2 separate regions of the Oryctolagus cuniculus genome follow, and region 2 is linked to region 1. Evidence: chromatin contacts called from public Hi-C data. All regions are on one chromosome and are shown on one strand. Each heading gives the region's core, a stretch centred on a gene start, on an enhancer-like site or on the middle of the called end of the contact. The rest is flanking DNA. Distances are from core to core; before and after follow the strand shown.

Region 1 (4,454 bases), core at 797-3,296:
ATACTTGAGAAAAAGCCACCTAAAAAATAAAAGCAAAACTGTGTTCAATACCATTTTATGCACTCTGTCCACAAAACATTTCATTTTGCCCTTTGAAAGCTACAGACCATGCCAAACAGTGTTACAGTTTCCTGGATGCACAGGTGTTTATTTTTGCTCCCAATGAAGTACATCGTTCAACATCAAACAAGTAATTAGTGTGTATGTAATCAGTATGTCTTAAATACTGCATCAGACAAGCACAGCACATGCAATAAATAAGAGAAACAAGACTGCTGTCTTCATGGGACGCCTTAGTATCATCTCCTCACCACCCCTAAAAACCAAAGGGCCGGTCAATACCAGTGGGACAATTAGGTCCTCCCACGTGGAAACCAATTACTACTGTTTTACAGCAGCAAGACCACCTAAGGACCTCCAATCACTCTCAGCTCTCTGCGAAGCAATCGGTATAACTGCAACCAATATAATCAGCAAAAGGAGCTGACACACGGAAGCCAATAACGACAAAAACTACCTTAACAGAAAACTCCTTTTAAGTAATCTAACACATCATAAAGTACTTCCAGAAAGCACTTGGGCCACAGTCCTTTTCCTAGCGAACGCCAATGGAAAAGGAAAAAAAAAATAAATAAAAGTTAGGTGAACAATATACCGTAACAGCTGACAACGGAAGTGATGCCACACTTCGTTCCTGGACTAAAAGATGGCACAGTTCAAGGAGTCTGGAGAAATGAACACAGCGAGCGCTTGGGAAAGTTCGCCAGAGTAGGCGTGCTTAGCAAAGTCCTCCCTCCCCTTCGAGGCAGGAGAGAGGCAGAAGCGCAAAGCTGCAAGGGTCACTGAAGGCCGGCCACCGCTTGTGATGCTGGGGGGCCGGAAGTACATCCCCCCACCCCGCAGGAAACAGAGGAGGGATTTTAAACAAGCATCTTCATTTTGAAGCGTGGTAACGGGCACCTTCATGTGAGAGGGGAGCGTTACCCGATGCTTGTGACAATGGGCGGCCAAGAATTCAGAGTGACATTTCGTTCACTGCCGAGTAACACCCCTCCCACTGTCTCCATCTTAACTCTGTCATCGACTTGAAAAGCTACAGCGGACAAGCGGACAAATGCCCAGGAGGCTACACCTGCCCTCCGATTTTTCCAACTGACGCAGTTCCATTGCTCTAAGAGACTAAAAAATAAAAATCAACCTGCCACTCCGGGGTCACAGCTCGCCTTTTAGCCAAGAAACCTCAACCGACCTACGACGGACACGCTGCCAGGCTTCGCAAGACCGACTCTGCCCAGCAAGGCGAGCTGGACACCAGGGGAAAGTTCGTGGTCCGGGAGAAGGACTCGGGCCCGGCTCTGCGGACCCTGCGGTCCCCGCTGACCCCGCGAAGCGGGCAGGGAGCGGGGCCGGAGGAGAACGTGAAAGCCAGCTCCACCCCCACAGGTGAAAGCCCACGGAGGGTTTTAAGCACTCAGCGCCCCGCCCCCTGAGAAGCTGGCTACTCGGCTTCCCAGGCCGACCCCTCTCCTCTTCCCGACCCCAGCCCTCAACCGCAGCCCCTTCGAGCGCGCGCCAACCCTTGTCTCCGACTCCTCACCCATGATGAACCGCCTGTCTGTACTCGCCGGTCGTTCGAGACAGGCCCCAGCTTCAGCAGCGACTTCTAGTCCAGCCTCGGCGGCGCCGCCTCCGCTCGCCTGGGCCTCGGTTTGCCGCTCTCAGGCGTTTTCCACGCAAGCCTGCGGCGCCAGGAACTTCCACGTCGGACTCCTGGAGGGGGCGGGCGCAACGGGGCCACCGCGACTGCGCGCCGGCCACGATGGCCTGAGCGTCCGCGTCGTCGCTTTCGACGCAAGGCCTCGGCGCGCTGAGTGTGGATACTGTGAGCGCCAGACGAGGGGAAAAAAAAAATCCGGAGCCTCAATCTTTCCTGTTTCTGTTTCTATGGCAGGAATGGCTTCTGCAATAGAGCAAGTCGGATTTTCAATTTTTTAACTCCGCCACCAAGGCATGGGGAATCGGCCAACCAAGAAATCGAGTCGGGCCTTGAGGAGGAGGGCGCGGGGCGCTAGGGCTGTCTGGCTGCGTCTTGGCCGGGGATCCGGGTCCTGCCCGCGGGGGCTGCTTGCCTAATCCCAGGTGCTGTCCCCTGAAAGGAAATGGCACTATGGAACAATAATGGAAGATGCCCGCGCCACCAGTGCGGAGCAGGCTTGCTCCCGAGGCCGCTCTCTGGACGTTGCCAGCCTGAGTCAGGCCCTTCCCCCCGTGGTCGCACCGACTGCGGGCACCTGAGCACCTTTCCGGGGTCGGCAGCGTGGCCGGGCAGGCCGGGTCTTGTGACTGGGGATTATTCCCATCCGTTGGGAGTAATGTGGGTTTGGACAGTGAAATATATCGGAAGGAATGATAGGGAGAAGGGGTTCCCCTAGGCTTGGGGTTTCTTAAAGTTTGGGAGCGGTGTCTGCAAAGTTCCCGGAGGTACGCAGAAATGTCATAACACCGCTTACCCCTGCCCCCTGTGTTCTCCCCGGAACTGTTAGCGCTTTCTTGGATTTCCTTCCAAATATAACAAGCATAATATGTTTTTATTTATAATAGAGACGAAGTCTACAGAAGCTTATGGGACCCTTTTTTTATTTTGGTTTTGAAGAATTTTTCCAGCTTTATTGAGGTATAGTTGTCAAAAATCGTATTTTTAAGGTGTACGATGTAATATTTTCATGTATGTATGTATTATGAAATGGTCGCGGTCAAGCATTAGTTAGCTTATAGCCTGCATTTGTGAGTGTGAGGGGTAACATTCAAGATCTGCTTTCTTAACAATTTCCAGGTAATCCAGGGTACTTCAGGAAGTTCATGGAAATGGAATTTTAAAAAAATTACACGTTATGCAAACAAATTTTTTGAACCCAACAGTTTTTTTCATGATAGCATTTTCCATGAACTTTTTGAAGACCTGTTGCACAATCCATTTGTATTAACTGTGGTTACCATGCTGTACAATAGAACTCCAGAGCTTGTTAATCCTGGATGAAACTTTGTGCCCTTTTACCAACATATCCCCACCCCCCGCCTGCCCTTGGCAATCACATTGTATCTCTGCTTCTACAGATTCCACTTTTTTAGATTTCATATATAAATGAGTTCATAAAATGTTTGTATTTTTATGCCTGCCTTACTTCATTTAGCATGTCTCCCAGGTTTATACTGTGGAAATATTTGTATTTCTTTGTGTTTTAGGTTGAGTCATATTCCATTGTGGATGTGTGTTTATATTTTATGTGTGGCATGGTTTCTTTATTCACATGTCGGTTCACTCTGAGACTGATTGCATATCTTGGCTACTATGAATATGCAGCAGTGTGAATTTGAATATTGTGAAATGCTACAATGAACATAGGAATGAAGATACTTTAATACACTGATTTTATTTCCTTTGGCTGTACACCCAAAGTAGGGTCACATGATAGTTCTGTTTTTAATTCTGGGGGGTAGCTTCCCTCCATACTGTTTCCCATAATGGCTGTCCTAATTTACTGTCTCACTAGTAGTGCCCATTCTGTTTTTGACTTAAATGTTCAGGTATCTCCAGCTGCATAAGCATTGAACTAGATTTGTCTGTTGTTCTCATCCTCACTGCAAACCATGGGTTCACAAAAGTTTGGCTTGCATGGAAGAGTTTCTTTTGTATGGTTTTGGTTTTATTTTGAGAAGGCAAGAGTGACTCACCTAACCACCTGCAACTTTCCAAAACTATCCTTTGTAAACACCATGCTATCCAGCTGTTAGTCCTCCATGTCCTTTCACTCACCTTTCTTGCCTATTTTTCTTTTTTTTTTTCTTTTTAAGATTTATTTATTTGAAAGTCAGAGTTACACAGAGAGAGGAGAGGCAGAGAGAGCGCGCTCTTCTGTCCAATGGTTCACTACCCAATTGGCTGCAACAGCCGGAGCTGCGCTGATCCAAAGCCAGGAACCAGGAACTTCTTCCAGGTCTCCCACGCAGGTGCAGGGACCCAAGTACTTGGGCCATCTCTACTACTTTCCCAGGCCATAGCAGAGAGCTGGATGGGAAGTAGAACAGCCAGGTCTCGAACTGGCGCCCATATGGGATGCCGGCACTTCAGGCCAGGGCGTTAACCCACTGCACCACAGTGCCAGCCCCCTCTTGCCTGTTTTTCATCCACTCCTCATCAAGATTAGTTGCTGCCACTTGGCCAGTCTTGGCCATGGCTACTTAAAAGTAGTAAATCTTTAAAAACAAATTTTCATCCTGTTTAAAATTACAACCTACCCTATGTCCCTCTTATCCTAGTTTTATTATTATGCTTTTTATTATCATATATTCACTATGAAATATAAGTATAGGCCGGCGGCGCGGCTCATTAGGCTAATCCTCCGCCTTGCGGTGCCGGCACACCAGGTTCTAGTCCCGGTTGTTGCGCCAGATTC
Region 2 (4,454 bases), core at 731-3,230, 410 kb after region 1:
GTGCATGCATATATTAACTGTAATACATGCAACACCACCTGTTAAGTACATAATCCATGCTTACAAGTCTGGGGTTTTCTCACCCTTACCAGTAAGACTTATTTTCTAGCCCCTAGAACCAGAGACCCCTAAAAGTACACACCTGGAAATCATCCCATATAATCTAGCCATTCATTAAATATTTAGACTGCACATTCTGGCAGTACCTGGGCCAGAATTACAGCATTTAAACAAATGACAACTTCTCCTAAAGAAGGTTACAAGGGAGATAACACTGTATATTGTGGTAATTCTAAGAATCATTCTGTTCATCATAAAACCTTTCGCAACCTCCTGCCCACCTCCCACCCCCCCCCAAATATGAAAACAAGGACACAGAGTTCAAACTACTTGAAAATACAGCTTTTCTCTCAGTTGCTAAAAACAGTATTCTCTAAAATCACATAAACATACTCTTCCAGTTCCTAAGTACTTGTAGTCTCTATATATTTGTCTATGATAAAAAATGCAACATTACACTGTCAATAATGAACTAACCATCAAACTAAACCAAAAGCATTATTTCATGCCACAAAAGTTGAAAGTGTGTATTCAGAGGGGAACAAAATCCATTCATCCTGGGTGTTTCCACCCCCCACCCCACCCCCACCCCCGCTGTGTGGACCCTGTGAAGAGTTTACAGTCTCACTGAACTTTACTGCACATTAACCAAGAACACATCAAGAAAGGCCAGGCTTTGATCTCAAATCTAAATTATAAGCCTGTCCCATGACCCAGCAGGTTGTTCAGGCTCCCAAGAGGTCGAGTGCTGGAGTCCAAGACAGTTAACCCAGTGCCTGGTCATATGACAATCTCTGATCATGGGATGGGGACACATGCTTGGAGCTGCCAAGAGAGCTTTCTCATCAGAGAGTGCACACCCACCAGTGGAGCCTCCCCCCAACTAGCTGACGGACAGCTGTCCAAAATAACAGGGAAGACGTGCAAAGAAAACAGAAAAGCCTATCACACTTAAGTGCTTTGGATAATGGGCTCACTCACAAGAACACGAACACACTTACACACACACACATGCCTCTTGAACGAAAGTTTTGAGATCCAAGAAGAAACAGGATTAAGACAAGGTGCCTTGGTGAACGGTGACAAGATTAGAAAGGGGACGTTAGAGGAGAGGCAGAGGGACGGATTTAGGAGCGCTACGACAAACGGGGAGAGAGAAATAAACTCGAGGTGCGGGAGGGGTCTTTATAGGGAAAGACAGGCCTGGGGATACAAAGTCCATGGCTTGAGGACCCTGAAGGCTGCACCTGCTGGAGACTACAGAGAGCGCCGACGCCCCTCGGAAACCGACAGGAGGACGAGATCTCGCCTCCGGACGCTGAAACCGGAGCCCTCGGGGCAGATTCGAGATACCGGCGCCTCGGGGGAGCTGACGGGCTCAGGGACTGGTCCCGGCGCTGCAGGGAGGACGAGCGGCAAAAGCGAGGCGCGCCAGGGCTCCGGGCACTGCGGGCAGGACGAGGGCAAGGCTGGGGGCGCCGTGCGCGTCCTGCGGGGTCTCCCGCGCCGCTACTCACCTCTCCGAACTGGAAGGCGGAGACGATGGTGACAACGACGCCCACGAAACAGACGTAGAGCCCATACCTGTGGGACAGGCAGGTATAGGTCTGTCTCTGCAAGAGCTTGAGCAGCATCCCCTCGGCCGCCGCCACGCCACACCACGCCCGGAGGAGCCACAGCCGCCGCCGCCTCAGCGAGCCGCCATGTAGGGGCCCCGGCCCGGCCGCCGCGCTCAGGTCACAGGCTCCAGCCGCTGCGCATTGCCACTCCAGCGACGGTCGCCTGCTCGGCTCCACGCCGCGGCCGCCGCTTCCGGGAGCCGGGAGCCCACGCCCTCAGCGCGGCGGAGGCGGACCCGTGGCCCGCGAGGCGGCCGGCGCCGCCCGGGTCTGTCCCGGCTGCAGGCTGTGGCGGCGGCGGCGGCGGCGACGGCGGCGGCGGAGTCGCCAGCGCCACCTGGAGGGCGGAGGGGCAGAGGGCAGGCGCGCGCCCTCAAAGTCTGCGCGTGCGCGGCGAGCTCTGCGGGCCGACCTGCCATCTGCGAACCGGCTAGGGCCGGCGCCTGCGTCTAGCCTGTGCCACGGCTGGTACTGTAATAACGTGAGTATTTTGTGCACAATGCCTTTTCTTCAGCTACAATAATTAGGAAATCTTAGCTTTTCGCAGCGCTGGAAGGAGATGCTGTCTGGTGCTCCAACCCCCTCACACATCCGGACCGCGACCCCGACCATTGGGCTTTGCGCCAAAACTAAATTTTATTCACTAATATTCGTTAAATACTATTTCATACCTAGTGCCTGGTATAGTCCTTGGTGTCGGGTATTTGGCTATAGTCCCCGGAGAGAGTAGGGAAGGAAAGAAAACATGAAAACCACCAAATACAAAAACGTAATGGCCGTCATCCTGGCGTGAGGAGAGGGGTGCCAAGGCAGAGAGTGACCAGGGACCCCCACCCCAACACTAGGTTATTTTTAGGAGGTTTTTCCCCGTGGCACCTCGGATTTAGGAGGTGGCTTTTTGTTTGTTTGTTTAATCCCAGTATGTACCACTTCACGTGGGTTTTGTCTTAAATTTGGTTACTCCGGGTAATCATCCATTCATCCAATGTTATCAATTCAAATCATTTTTAGGATTGTCTTTAGAACTGGCTTCAGGAAACACACAAAAATGTGCCCCTTGGAATTAAAGTTCACGTGGAATGAACAGAATTGCAAGAGGAGTTTCTTTTGCTCCAATCCAAGGCAAGCTTTTCACACATTCATGCCTTTTCATCTTTTAGGGAAAGCTGATAGGTTGCTATATGTGCAATGACAAAGGTTGTAGCAGTTGTCCAAGGCACATACGGTCCTGAGGTCTTGGCTACGTGGAACACTGTCTCTCCACAGAACTGTGACGCTGGTGGCCAATGTTGACTTCACTAGTGCTCAGATCAAGGAGGCCTCTCAACAACCTTACAAGGTGGATACCACTGTTATCTGTGTTTTACAGATCAAGAAACCAGGGTCAAAGAGGTTAAGTAACTAGCCTTAGGCAACTAGGAAGGGACACAATTGAGATTTGAACCAGGTGCTTACTTAGGCTCTAGAACAAGGCTAAGACTGGGGGCAGGGGAGATGGGATACAGTGGAGGTGAATTAATGCAAGTGCATGATCAGGTCTTGACTTTGTTTAGAATTTTTATATTTTCTTCACCATAGATATTGTGCAGTAATTTTTTAAAATATTGCATGAAAATGTTATTCCGCTTCAGGATAGGTGTTGTGGTCTAACAAGTTAAGCTGCTTCCTGCAACATAGGCCTCCTGTTTGATGCCAGTTTGAATCCCGGCTGCTCTACTTCTGATCCTGCTCCGTGCTAATGCACTTGGGAAAGATGGCCCAAGTCCCTGGGTCCCTGCCACCCACGGAAGAGACCCAAATGAAGCTCCTGGCTCCTGGCTTCAGCCTGACTCAGCCTTGGTTTTTGCAGCCGTTTGGGGGAGGGAACCAGTGGATGGAAGATCTCTCTCTCTCTCTTTCCCTCTTTCTATAACTCTGCCTTTCAAATAAACAAAATAAATCTTTTTTTTTTTAAGTTATTAAGCCTTATTAGTGAGCTTTTTGGTTTTCCTTTCAATTTTCACCCAAGGCAAATGCCTCACTCTCCCCATCCTAATTTGGGCTGTGCCTAGAATCTCTGCTTCTAAAAAAAGATTTTTTTTTTTTTTATTGTTAGTTATTTGAGAGACAGAGAGCTTCCTTCCACTGGTTCTCATCCCCAAATGCTTGTAATGCGGAAGTGGGCAGGCAAAGGGTGGGGAGTGGGTGGGGTGGGGGTGGGGGATGACAATGAAGCTTGGAGCTAAGAACTCAATCCAGGTCTCCCATGTGAGTGTCAGGAACCCAACCACTTGAGTCATCACTGCTGCCTCCCAGGATTCACATTTGCAGGAAGCTGAAGTCAGAGCCAGAGCCTGGAACTGAACCCAGTTACTCCCTGTAGCATGCAGATGTCTTAAATGCTAGGCTAACCCCAGCCCCAGGATGCTTTTTTAATAGTGTGGGTTGTCTTTAAAATGTCCAAGTTTCAGCAAGAGAAACTTAAGTATCAAGAGCATTGTCTAATTCCTTCCTCTGGGTCACTCTCTCCCTTGCTTCCAAGCCAGTATGATTGAACTTGGCGTAAATGTGGGTGTAATATGATGCCTGCTATTGCTATTTTACAGAATTATTAAAATGGCTAAATAAGATAATGCATGAAAATGCTTAAGTGCATAGATATTTTAAGAGTTGGGAAAAGCGAAGAAGAAATACTTGACTTTGTTACTAATGAGGCTTTTCAACAAGAGTGAACTGGTTAAATACAGACATCACGAATGTTAACCTCTGTCACGAGTGCCTGCTGTCATGCAGCTC

The links. A called contact is a pair of places that touch in the nucleus more often than the background predicts.
Region 2: a Hi-C map of embryonic fibroblasts shows a contact between it and region 1, with 4 times the contacts expected there. The contact joins the promoter of GNPTAB here to the promoter of LOC100338456 in region 1. A contact is called at or near these places in 4 of 6 Hi-C or Micro-C datasets (embryonic fibroblasts, psoas muscle, skin fibroblasts and 1 more).

Annotation. Positions count from the first base shown.
Region 1 is chr11:104,411,137-104,415,590 of mOryCun1.1, forward strand. It overlaps LOC100338456 (m7GpppX diphosphatase), which reads left to right and starts at 2,047. Exons shown (of 2, transcript XM_002711291.4): 1 at 2,047-2,674. It overlaps ARL1 (ARF like GTPase 1), which reads right to left and starts at 1,825. Exons shown (of 6, transcript XM_008256964.4): 1 at 1,598-1,825; 2 at 1-19. The coding sequence starts at 1,601.
Region 2 is chr11:104,816,978-104,821,431 of mOryCun1.1, forward strand. It overlaps GNPTAB (N-acetylglucosamine-1-phosphate transferase subunits alpha and beta), which reads right to left and starts at 1,981. Exons shown (of 21, transcript XM_002711224.5): 1 at 1,578-1,981. The coding sequence starts at 1,694.